4 separate regions of the Hordeum vulgare genome follow, and all the other regions are linked to region 3. A link is a contact called in public Hi-C data. All regions are on one chromosome and are shown on one strand. The core of a region is the stretch at or near the end of the contact, and the rest is flanking DNA. Distances in the headings are between cores, read along the strand shown. Region 1 holds the start of LOC123443711 (protein transport protein Sec61 subunit beta-like). Region 2 has its middle 39 kb from the start of LOC123443707. Region 3 holds the start of LOC123443708 (vacuolar-processing enzyme-like). Region 4 holds the start of LOC123443707 (pentatricopeptide repeat-containing protein At1g10910, chloroplastic).

Evidence for each region. A called contact is a pair of places that touch in the nucleus more often than the background predicts.
Region 1: a contact with region 3 is called in a Hi-C map of seedling, with 7 times the contacts expected there. The contact joins the promoter of LOC123443711 here to the promoter of LOC123443708 in region 3. A contact is called at or near these places in 2 of 6 Hi-C or Micro-C datasets (leaf and seedling).
Region 2: a contact with region 3 is called in a Hi-C map of leaf, with 5 times the contacts expected there. The contact joins the enhancer-like site here to the promoter of LOC123443708 in region 3. A contact is called at or near these places in 3 of 6 Hi-C or Micro-C datasets (leaf and seedling).
Region 4: a Hi-C map of leaf shows a contact between it and region 3, with 4 times the contacts expected there. The contact joins the promoter of LOC123443707 here to the promoter of LOC123443708 in region 3. A contact is called at or near these places in 2 of 6 Hi-C or Micro-C datasets (leaf and seedling).

Annotation. Positions count from the first base shown.
Region 1 is chr3H:309,568,398-309,571,553 of MorexV3_pseudomolecules_assembly, reverse strand. LOC123443711 (protein transport protein Sec61 subunit beta-like) reads left to right here and starts at 1,876. Exons shown (of 2, transcript XM_045120210.1): 1 at 1,876-1,980.
Region 2 is chr3H:307,922,824-307,925,578 of MorexV3_pseudomolecules_assembly, reverse strand. No RefSeq gene overlaps it. Among protein-coding and RNA genes, the nearest start is that of LOC123443707, 39 kb to the right of the region's middle. Within about 2 kb of position 1,433, at least 1 of the 3 cell types and tissues checked has open chromatin away from gene starts, as enhancers often do. A contact at or near this core is called in leaf, where this site is marked.
Region 3 is chr3H:308,683,812-308,686,586 of MorexV3_pseudomolecules_assembly, reverse strand. LOC123443708 (vacuolar-processing enzyme-like) reads right to left here and starts at 1,420. Exons shown (of 9, transcript XM_045120208.1): 1 at 1,113-1,420; 2 at 208-372. The coding sequence starts at 1,307.
Region 4 is chr3H:307,883,555-307,886,547 of MorexV3_pseudomolecules_assembly, reverse strand. LOC123443707 (pentatricopeptide repeat-containing protein At1g10910, chloroplastic) reads right to left here and starts at 1,252. Exons shown (of 10, transcript XM_045120207.1): 1 at 950-1,252; 2 at 705-789. The coding sequence starts at 1,164.

The DNA of each region.
Region 1 (3,156 bases), core at 627-3,126, 880 kb before region 3:
CGCCGCCCGTAGGCCGCGCAGCTCCATCCTTACACCCATCGGCGTGCGGGTTGTTGTTGTGGCTAGGAACGACGCCGCTCGCGTGGCTTGGATCACCAGAATGTAGCGGAGGCTCAAGACCTTCGCCTCCTCCGCCCGCGCCCATACCATCGCCCGTCCGTGGAGTCACAAGCATACTGGATGCAGGTGGATCAGCCGCCGTTGCACCCCTCTTCTTGGGGGCCATGGCGACGAAGGTGATGAAGAAACTAACGCGCCGATTGCTAGGTCACGTTAGCGCAACCTCTTCCCCCCTACCTGGCGTGCCAAAGATGTCGGGGAAACAAACGACACCTATGGGATCGCGTGGATCCCTTTATGGTTCGGCGGGGAGAGAGGATCGCACCATGAGCAGAACCAACGATCAGCGCAAGGGGAGTTTTTACCGACGTTCGGGCCGCTGAGAAGCGTAAAACTCTACTCCTGGCTTAGGTGTATTGTATGTGTTCATGGTTTTGGCTACAAGAGCGCTATGTGTTACACAACAGCTACGCAAAGAGTCTAAACCATAGACTGAGAGTAGATGCGAGAGTATCTGTCCGAGACTATATGTGTGAGACTCGATCAGACCCCCCCCCTAAGCTATGCCTTGGGCCTCCTTTTATATGTCAAAGGGGTCACCAACAATGGCGTAACAGGACACCCACGAGGTGCACAGTTAACTGTGCACGCACGGGGTGTACAACTATTATAGTGTTTACTGACGGTTTAAGACAGACGCATTAAACGCTCTGTCACGCATCCGTGACCTTGTGTGACACGGGACAGGGACGCGTCCCATTGGCACTGCTCAACCCCCAGATGTCGCTCGACACGTACCCAGGAGGAACGACACCTGGCCGCTGCGCTGGAGCAGTGGCAGGTTGGTGGGATCTTGCCGGGTGCACGTCTTGTTGGGGCTCCGCTAGCTTCCCCGACAAGGATCTTGTCGGGATCCCTGCCTCTGGTCTTTAGTCTTCTAGTCGTTGGCTTGAACGTCTTCTTGATATCTTCGTACTTGCCTTTAGCTGTCCTCCGACAGGCTTTGCCGCGGGTGTGGCTACAACTGCCCGTGCACAAGTAAGGGGTGCTAAAGGCCCAAACTTTAGTGCCATGTCTTCCTAGTGTTATATGGCAACTGAGTGAAACAGTCGTGTGTGCATGCGTGTGAGTTGCCATGTCTTCCAAGTGTTACATGACAACTTAGTGAAACTGTCGTGCCCGAATGCGTGCGAGTTGACATGTCTTCCTCGTGACAACTGAGTGGAACTGCCATGCCCGCATGCCTGTCAGTTGTCATGTCTTCTCCATGTCAAATGAGTGGAACTGGCCGTGACCACATGCGTGTGAGTTGCCATGTCTTACGAGTGTTACATGGCAAGTGAGTGAAACTGACCACGTTCGCTTGCCTGTCAGTTGCCATGTCTTCTAAATGTTACATGACAACTGAGTGAAACTGTCACGCGGGGGCATGCGTAACCGCGAGGTGGCAGGCCGGATGTACGGGTCGTCAGGTAGGAGACCGGACGTGTTGACGTTAGCTGTTTTGCTCACCGAGAGACGTATGTGCTGTTTTCCTTACACATTATACGAAATGTAGAGGCAACACTCCTTAACGCACATACGTGTGGGCGTTAATTACGGTCAACTTTAAGAAAAAAAGGTACGCGAGGCAGACCTTTGGACGAGATAATTACGGTCAACTTTGCTGGCGGGCGACTTGAGACCCGGTAGCCAGGCGAACGGCCTTGATCGACGAATGGGGAAGCGCATCGTCCAATCAGATCGCGCGGGCCACGTCACGCAGCGCGAGCGGACTTTGGGCTCGACCCGACCCGGAATGCGGCTAGGCTGTGCGTAGATATAAGGGACACGCACAGCACGGAGAGTATTCCGCGCTCGAATTTCACGCACCAGGTTTGGAAGCCAGACGGACAAGAGCAGGATCAGCGAGTTCGTCAGGTACGCGCGCGTAATCCTCCCGTCTCATCGTCACCATGCTCGATTGATTGATCCCCCGCCTGCGCGTCGTGTGTCCGGACAAGATACGTTACCTTGCTGTCTCTTTGTGGTTTAGATCGCCTCGGCTTGCGTCCTATACATAGGGAGTTCAGATTTGGTGAGATCTTGATGAGATTTCGGTTCCTTTGATCCGTTTGATGGATGCATGGTTGGGAGTCGGAATATGTGTGCCGATCCGCCCGTGTTTCTCTGATTCTTGTTCGATCGCGTTTTCATCCGTAGATTTGTGGTTTCGTAGATTCAGGTTGGGCGTAGGAGATTTATTATGTTCCGTATGATCAGTGCGACCCGTTTATATGTGGTTGGATAATTTTCGCCCTATATATTTGAATTCCCAATTCGATCCATGCTAACATCCAAATTTCACTGTTTGTGTTATTACTTTACCTGACATGTGGTTCTAAGGTGCTGGCATCCAGATCAGTGAAAAAATTAGGCACGCGATAGCAGCATAATGTTTCGCTAAATAAACCAGTGTATAATCATATTTAAAGGGCAATGCTATTTTTGTAATTGATCCGTACAGCCTACTTAGATTGAAAAAGAGTACAGTACTCTGATCAGATATACACCTTCTTAAGACACTGAAGTTTAAAATGGATCAATCTGAGGATTTAGAAAATTATGGTTGAGTAGTATTTATCAAATTTATTCTTCCCTTTACTGGCAAGACTCTAATTTTCACTAAAAATTGCGTATAGATAATGTAAAATAATTCTCCTGGTGTCTTGATGATTTATAATTTTGTTTTCGTGTCACCCCACACTGAATAAGTGTCAGCTAACTGTTGAAGAAATTCAGTTTTTTGTCTGACAACACATGAACACAGTTTGTTGACAAAATTCAGTCTTTTATTCTGACTAAATCATAGGATTCTGTGAAGGTAGCTTAACTTCATCACAGCTCATGTTATACCTGGAACTAACCATGGTATATTATTTTCATTTCCATAGGTTTTCAATCAAGTTACTTTCCAATAGTAAGTTTGTAGCCTCCAACAAATTGATGTAGCAGTTTAGCTATGCATCTTAGGCCATGTTTGGAACCATAATAGATTATGATAATCTGGATTATGAAGATAGATTATATAATCTGGTTTATAAAAATAATCTAGGT
Region 2 (2,755 bases), core at 184-2,683, 760 kb after region 3:
GCTATCCCTACCCGAGCCGTCGTCCCGCGCCAACAGAGCACCGCGCACAAGGGAAACAGAGCCCCGTCTCCGCCTACGTTGGTTGGGCTTTGCCCGTCGGCTCCCTGCGGCGGCGGCGGGGGGGAGAGACGGGAAGGGAGGAGGAGGGGTCGTCGCTAGGGTTTGCATCTGGTCGCCTGTAGGGACGACACGGGAGGGGTGGAGGGAGGACTTTTCGCCTGTTTTCACATGAAAGGTAAGAGTGTATAATAAGATGTGAACCATATCAACTAGTTGCCTAATTAACTCTTACTTTTTTACCACAATGTAAAAAGATAAAGTAAGAGGCAACATGTTAAAATTTGCCAAAAACATATAGACCGGCTGGCCGACTCGTGTAAGGGGATAAGGGGTAGCGATGAGTGGTGACCATGGTGGGCTTGTTTAGATAATAGTATGTCAAGCTTCTTTACTAATTAAACATCAAAATTACAGCTTAATTCATCTAGCAAACATAGTTGGTCCCTCCTTGATTTTGTCCAAGCTTTGCCACTGTCACATACAACACTCTTTTCATATCACCATGCTAAGATAATCAAGACGAAACTTGAACAAATGAAAATGAAAATGTGGACCAAATTGAGGTTCACAACAATACTGTATAATCCTTGAAATTTAATAAACCAACTTCCCAAATAAATATATCGATATTTTTCCACCAAAAATCTGTCTGGGTTCAATGAACTTGATTTTATGGTGCTATTTGCAGGAAAGCAGACGACCACCGGTTGGTGATCACAATGTATCTCACAGGACAAACAAATACATGTCTCGAAGTTCTAAAACCAGGGTAAGCGACAAGATTCTCTCTTAAGCCAGATAAAGCAAATATGCAAGAATGTATGTGGACTCACATTGATATGGCAGTTTTTTAATTAAATAGATCCAGTTAATTTACTGTCAGTAGTTCAATCATAGAGAACCCTCTATCTAGCTAACCATGAATATACAATATCTTAGTGAAAGAGACGTGTGAATAATAAAATATATTCTGTCTCAGTCCTAAAAGTTGACAAAATTGCCAACTTACTATCACCTCATGTTGTCTATTCACCCGTTGTTTGCCTTTCAAAAAAGAAAATAATAATATTGCACAATTAACTATAACCCTGTGAAAAAAGAATCTAGTGAATATAGGCACAACTATACATGGGCATATGTCCGGCCAGGCTTCAGGCCGGACCAAAAAAAACCGATGCTGAAAACCCAGCCCGAGCCCGGCCCGGCCCAACTGTCGGGTTTAAATATTGGGCCCAAGCCCGACAAAGCCCGACAATGCCCGTTTGGCCTGGCCCGTTCACGACTTAATTTTTGTTTTCTATGGGCCAGAGCCAGGTCGGCCCGACTATAGGGCTTCATTTCTAGGCCCGTGCCCGACCCGATGGCATGGCTAGGCCCGGCCCAGCCTCGGATTTTTGTGTCGGGTCGGGTCGGGCCGTCCAGGCTAGGCTGTCCATGACCAGGTATAGGCACAACAAAGTAAACTGACTTCTTGGAGCGTAACAAAAGAAAAGAACATGGTATCCTCTCGCTTTCCACAAAATTTATGGAATCTCCAACTTTTGTTTACTAGAAAAATTATGGAATCTCCAACTTACTTTCCTTTACTGTTTCGAAAAATAAATCACTTTTTCTGTCTGTACTTACCATTTTAAAGGGATATAAAACCCATTAGCTAAATCCAGACTAAATAAAAATCTGAACACCGGCAATATATGGTCAGTACTAAGGGCAGATTTTCCCCCATTATGCATCCATTTGCAATGCCTATACACAAACTTCAATAATATTGCAATGGTGCCCAATCAGTGCGCCAACCTTGGTTTGGCCCGCATCACCCAGGGGTTGCCAGCTATCAAGGCTTCCTTTCCGCTCCGATATTTTGGGGCTCCCACTCTGGGTGTGGAAGTTGCAGCTTGTTGACCTGCAATTTCTTGTAGACAAGGTGGCAAGCAAATTGACAACTTATTAGGGCCAAAACATCACCACCATCGGGCGTGCAGCGTTTGTCAAGTTGGTGCTCGCTTCTCAAGTGATCTACTCCCTCCGTAAACTGATATAAAAGCATTTAGATCACTATTTTAGTTATCTAAACACTCTTATATTAGTTTACAGAGGGAGTACTTCATTACGCCCCTTGTCGTCCAACCTACGATCCTGCAGAACATTGACAAACTTAAGCGGACCTTCCTGTGGTCAGGGTCCGAAAAGACAACAGAAGCAAAATGCAAGGTCAATTGGGACATGGTTAGTCGTTTGCTTATGGTGGACATGGGGTCCTCAACACCAACAAGTTCGTACGGGGCCTGCGCTTGCGGTGGCCTTGGTACGAGTGGAAGGATCCCACAAAGTTGTGGATAGGGAGTGGGAACCCGTGCGACATGGAAGACCTTGAGTTCTTCTATGCTTGTACTACCGTTACGGTCGGGAATGGTGCAAGGACTCCATTATGAGACTCTCCTTGGCTTCTAGGCCGCAAGCCTAAGCATATCGCTCAGCTCATTTTTCAGTCCTCCTCCCGTTAGCGTTGGAAGGTACAGGAGGCCCTTAAGGAAAGCGTGTGGATCCTCAAAATCAAACCGCCTTCATTGGTTTCCATTGAGCATGTCACACAATTCTTTACCCTTTGGATGCTTTTACATGAGGTGCAGCTTGATGAGCGTTTGGAAGGTGTGGGCACCACCGGAAGTCAAGTTCTTTGTCTGGCTTGCACTTC
Region 3 (2,775 bases), core at 171-2,670:
AGACTGATAAAATTTAGACATTCAATCATTTTCAACAAGGTGCAAACTGCTACTGAAATTACCGTTTGTGTAATTTCTAAAATATTACATTCACATTTTTCTGCAACCATCAAAGAGTTTGTAACACCCAGTAAGGTAATCTACCAATCTTAGATTTTTACTGCATCAACAATTACTGGAAAAATTTCCTTGAAGACGCGTGATTACCTTAGGGACCCCAGCATAGACATCTCCACCCTGGGGGTGGTTGATGATGACGCCCGGCCTTGGGTTCTCTGGGTTGCGCGCAATGTCGTCGTACATGAAAACGATGATGTTTTCATCCTTGAGACCACCCTTCTTCATGATCTGGTAGGCGTGGCAGATATCGGCCTGCAAAGTGCAAAATTCGGGTCCACAAATCAAACACAGTACTTAATTATCGTCACTAACCCCTCCCAATTTCATCGTCATGGTGGTACTGTACTATCAAGTGTACAAAAAAACACACACAGCTGAATTCGTGTTCAAAGAGCCTGCCAGTACGTAGCAACAACAAAATCATTTTGGCTGAGCAGTGCAGTTAATTATATCATTACGTTTTATACCATATATACAGACAAAATAGTAGCATAAGGAACCGTACTTATTAGTGGGTGGAACCACAAGGGTTGTACTACAATAATACACACTCATCTTATCAGTGTGTGGAGCCTCCTTTTCTATTAAAAAAAAAATCAGTGGGTGGAGCCCGTAACAAAAACGCAGGCCATATGTACGATATTTAATTTTATTTTTCCAGTTTATATGCCAAATGAGATGTACAAGAAATCGTTCTTAAACCAAGTATTTGCCTCACGGCGATATGGCACCGCGCCAATATCATCATCATATTAACAGGGTTCGCTAATCATAGTCCAATTTTGGTAGGATTACTCAACGCGTCAACCACGCAAAATAGGAGGGAACAATCAGGAACACGCAGCGACACCAAACGGAACATTTTTTTTCCAACCTATTGTTTCGGCGATGCACACCAGGGAATTAACCGACAGGAAGACAAAATAGGAACGGAAAATCGAGGATCGCGGAGATGCAAACGAGCAAAGAGTAGTATAATAGCGCGTGCTCACCTGGTGGCGGTAGTTGTAGTAGCCGTTGGAGCCGGCGATGAGGACGGCCCACCTGGTCCCGACGGAGTCATCGTCCTCCTGCCCGGCGGCGCGCTGCGACGGCAGCCGGATGGTGGGCTCAAGCCGTGGGGTCCGCGCGTGCGCCACGGAGAGCAGGAGCGCGAGAGGAAGGAGGCGGAAGGACGCCATCGCCATGGATGGTGTTTGGGGTTTGGATTCCGTGAAGACGCGAATTGGGAGGAGGAAGGGGTTTAATTCGGGATGGGGCAAGGGGAAAGCCTCCAACGTCTCCTTTTATTATGCGCCGGCGCTGCAGGGTATCTTTTCTTATTCAATATATGGCGCTCGTAGGTGGGACCTGCTACTAAGGCTGTGTTCGGCACTCCTCCACCGTGTAGAGGAGGGCCGCTCATCCTATTAGCTACTCCCTCCGTTTCTAAATATAATTCTTTTAAGAAATTTTATTAGGGGTCTACATACAGAGCAAAATAAGTGACTCTACACTTTAAAGTATGTCTATATACATCCGTATGTAATTCACTAGTGGAACCTTTAAAAAGACTTATAATTAGGAACGGATGGAGTACTTCCTAAATTACAAGTGCACAACGCCCCGCTCCGCTCTGCAGAGCAAAGGGAGTTCGTACAATTTCTAAGTAAGTGGGATTTATTTTATAGGCACTGCTATGAATCAGTTGGATGATTCCCCGACTTCCTTCTTCGTATCCTCGGCATTGCAGTTTTTCATGGCAGAATCAACGACGTAGCTTCCATGGCAACATCAACGGCGTCGCCGGCATACCGTTGCAACCCCGCCGTCACTCCATTGCAACCTCAATGGAGTTTCGACGACCCTCCGGTGTGCTTGACTGCAGCTGCAATACGCTTCACTACAACTCCGACGGCTCCATTGCAATCTCGACGAAGTTTCCACGACCCTCCGACATGCATCACTACACCTACGGCGAAGCTTCACTGCAATTTTGGCGATGCTTACACACCCGGAGAGTGCTCCAATGTTGTTCCGCCGCCGGCACACAACACCATGCCCCATTGCATTGCACTGGAGCTCCGTCAGTCACCGACTTGTTTCACTGCACTACAGCTCCATGGTCGTTGCACTGCAACTCCGCCGCTGACGCACGGCCCCGTGGTCGTTGAACTGCAGTTCCGCAGCTGACGCGTAGAACCATTGCCGTTGTAGTGCAGCTCCTCCACCCACCACTGGCATGTTGCATTGCATCTACACCATCGCGGCGCGGCAGCAGCCCGTTGAACTGCACCTCTTCCACCAGCTTCACTTCAACAACCAGTCTGATTTGTTACGTGCCGGTGGAACACGAGCTGTCGCAGCGCAGAAATTCGTGAGTACTACGATGGAGATCCACGACTGGGAGAAAGGCAGGGGATGAACATCAAAGGCGGGGATGCAGCACGACGGCAACGGGATGCAGCAGGGCGGGCGACAGGATACAACACGACAGGCGATGGGATGCTACGACGGTGTTGTGATGAAGCACACGGCAACACGACGATGATGACGGCATGCTGCGACGGGATGCAGCACGCCGCCGGCGAGCTGCTCCAACCCAGCAGGAGCGAGGCCATGGCGGATGCACACGGCGACGACGGAGCACATGAAAGAGAGAAGCGAGCATGGAAG
Region 4 (2,993 bases), core at 3-2,502, 800 kb after region 3:
GAGTGCTATGAGTATGGCGGTTCAATGGCATTTCATTTGTCGTTGTAACACCCTACTCTGGTATATCATTCCTATGGAGAATGGACAAAAGTTAATGAGCCTAACGATCAAGGGGGAGAATGTTGGTATTTGATCTAAGGCCCAACGGGCTGCAGAGAAAAGAAAGAAAGAAAAATAAAGATAAAGGATAATCAGAAAGTAACGTGAAAGGGAGGGGGCACGGTCCAATAAACGTTTCCCTCGTCACAACAGAAGCGCCCTGATCGGGGGCACCCTAACCAACGTGGTTTTGGTCCCCTGTCGCTAGCGCACATAAAAGGGTGGGGAGCAGCCGGCACCTGCGTGCGAGATTGATTCACGTACGGTCCACTACTGCTCCCTACATCCCTAAAACCCTAACCGATCTAGGGGAGCGCTGCACGATGGGAAGATCATCTCCAAGCTCTCCCCCTGTTCCAGGACAGTGCAGGTGGCGCCCGGAGGGACGCCGCTACCTGCTACGACTGTCTGCCCCGAGCCTGCATCACGCCTGCATCGAGCAGGCACGGGACTTCGCATCGACTACACCAATGGCCTCTTCCATTGGTGGTAAGAACCCCATCTTCCCTTCTGTTTTATCTTATCTTCAGGTGATCTAAACGACTGGGCTAATTGTTAAGTCTATCAATGCTGGCATAATTCACGTTTGCCGACAACTGGAGTACCTTGGAAAGCACATCCCATCGCCTGATTTCTCCAAAGTGGCGCAAGATTACGTTGCAGTCCTGTGTCTGCAGCACATCCTCAAATCTGTAACAGAATTCGCAGGGTTTAGGTTCAACTCTGATTAGCAGTAGCCCATTTCTATTGCCCATAGTACGCAAGTGGGATAATTCAAATGGTACAGCAGCTGAGCTTAAAGTGGGGAATCACTACAACGACAGGAAACGAATGCTGCCGGTATGTGTACCTGGTTAGGGCGGCGACGGGTTCGGGAGCGGCCTTGACCTCAGCGACGGCGTTGCGCCGGGGGGACGGCCGCTGGGCTCTAGGGACTTTACGTGCTTCCAGTGCCTGATTGGCGGTGCGGGCAGAAGGGACGCTACGCGTGCGGGAGCAGGACGCCGCAGTCGCTGGCGGGGAGAGGAAGCGGGAGGTGGCTAGCGGCAAGGACGCGGCTTCCATCTCGCCTGAGTACGAGCGAGCAGAGCGGAGTGTCGTCTCGTTCGCCGGTACGGGAGGGTGGGATGTGTCCGTCCACACCAATATCGTCTGAGTTTCTCCATGGGCTCCATTCCTGGCGTCAACACTTTCGGCCCAGGAGTTTCCGTGGAATACTGCAGCCCTGGCTACACCCCCCAAAACAAAAGTATCTCAAATCGACTTATTGGTAGGAGAAAAATTCATTGTAGGTGTTCATAGTTTGTTTTAATGGTTACTTTAGTTTATATAGTTGTAAATATTTGAAATACGGTCTTCATAATTGTCCTAGGGGTTCACATACGGTCCATAATATAATTTTGTATATGTATTTGCTAATTGGGCTCTTGACTAGCCTCTCCACACGTGCGTTAACTGCTAACTCAGCTACGGTCAGTCGTACAGCTGCTATACACGAGGAATCGAGTGGTGCTTTTGCAAAATCACACGAATCACCAAAAATCACCCATTCTGGTGGGGATGTCGCGGATCACAAAATCACATGACTACGCCCCCACAGCCTTCACCTCCTCGCTCTACGCGTTCGGCATGGTGGGGACGCTCGTGGCGAACACCTCTAGTCGTCCGTCCGTCCACCGCACTCTGGTAGGGGCTTCTTCTTCTTCTTCACGTCCGATTTCAACAAAAAGGAAACCAAGAAACCAAAACAAAGATCACGGTCGTTGATCGTCGTTCCTCGCCGGCACCATCATCAGAAGCGCGCTTTCTCGAACCCGTGCACGTCGCTCACCCGGTTCATGGACTTGCGCACGATGGTCGCCTTTGCCTGATGCTCCGCTGTGCGCCATGCTGATGTTGGGGTCAGCGGCTCGCTCCCCATCCTCCTCCGCCCGACGATGCCCGCGGCGTGCCCGAGGGCGTCGCTGACGGGACGTGAGCGTCGTCGGCTGCTGCTGGCTGCGCCGCCACCGCATGTTGCTCACCTCCGTGTCCAGCCCGCCCAGCAGGTCATGTTGCTACTGCGTCGGCGGGGACTGCACCACCAGCCTCTATGCCGACGATAACAGATGTGTCACCGTCGAGAAGTCGCTCAGCTCCGCCAGCCGCCGCGACTCCGCCACGACGTGGGTGGCCACAAACAGGTCATGGTGCCCCTACTACGAGGAGGTGGCGGTGGAGCCACCGTCGCCGCCGTCGTCGTGGAGCAGGGAAACGAGCAGCGGATGATCGGCACCATGCACCATCTCCTACGATGTCGTGTTGCAGTAACCGCACCAGACGAACAACGAGTGCGGGTGGCCGTGTTGCACGCCCAGCAGCCCCCGTAGCTCCACCAGCAGCTCCCGCTCCTCCTCTGCGTACATCTCACCGAGCCGCACACTGACTCGTTGAGGACAGACCCGCCATTGTTGCCGGCGCCGCCAGCCCCATAGTACACCGCCATGATTTCCCCTGTTGGTAATATGCCCTAGAGGCAATGATAAAATAGTTATTATTATATTTCCTGTTTCAAGATAATCGTTTATTATCCATGCTATAATTGTATTGAATGAAAGCATAGATACATGTGTGGATATATAGACAAAACTACGTCCCTAGTAAGCCTCTAGTTGACTAGCCAGTTGATCAAGGATGGTTAAGGTTTTCTGACCATATGCAAGTGTTGTCAGTTGATGACTGGATCACATCATTAGGAGAATGATGTGATGGACAAGACCCAAACTATGAACGTAGCATGTGATCGTGTCATTTTGTTGCTATTGTTTTCTGCGTGTCAAGTATTCATTCCTATGACCATGAGATCATGTAACTCACTGACACCGGAGGAATACCTTGTGTGTATCAAACGTCGC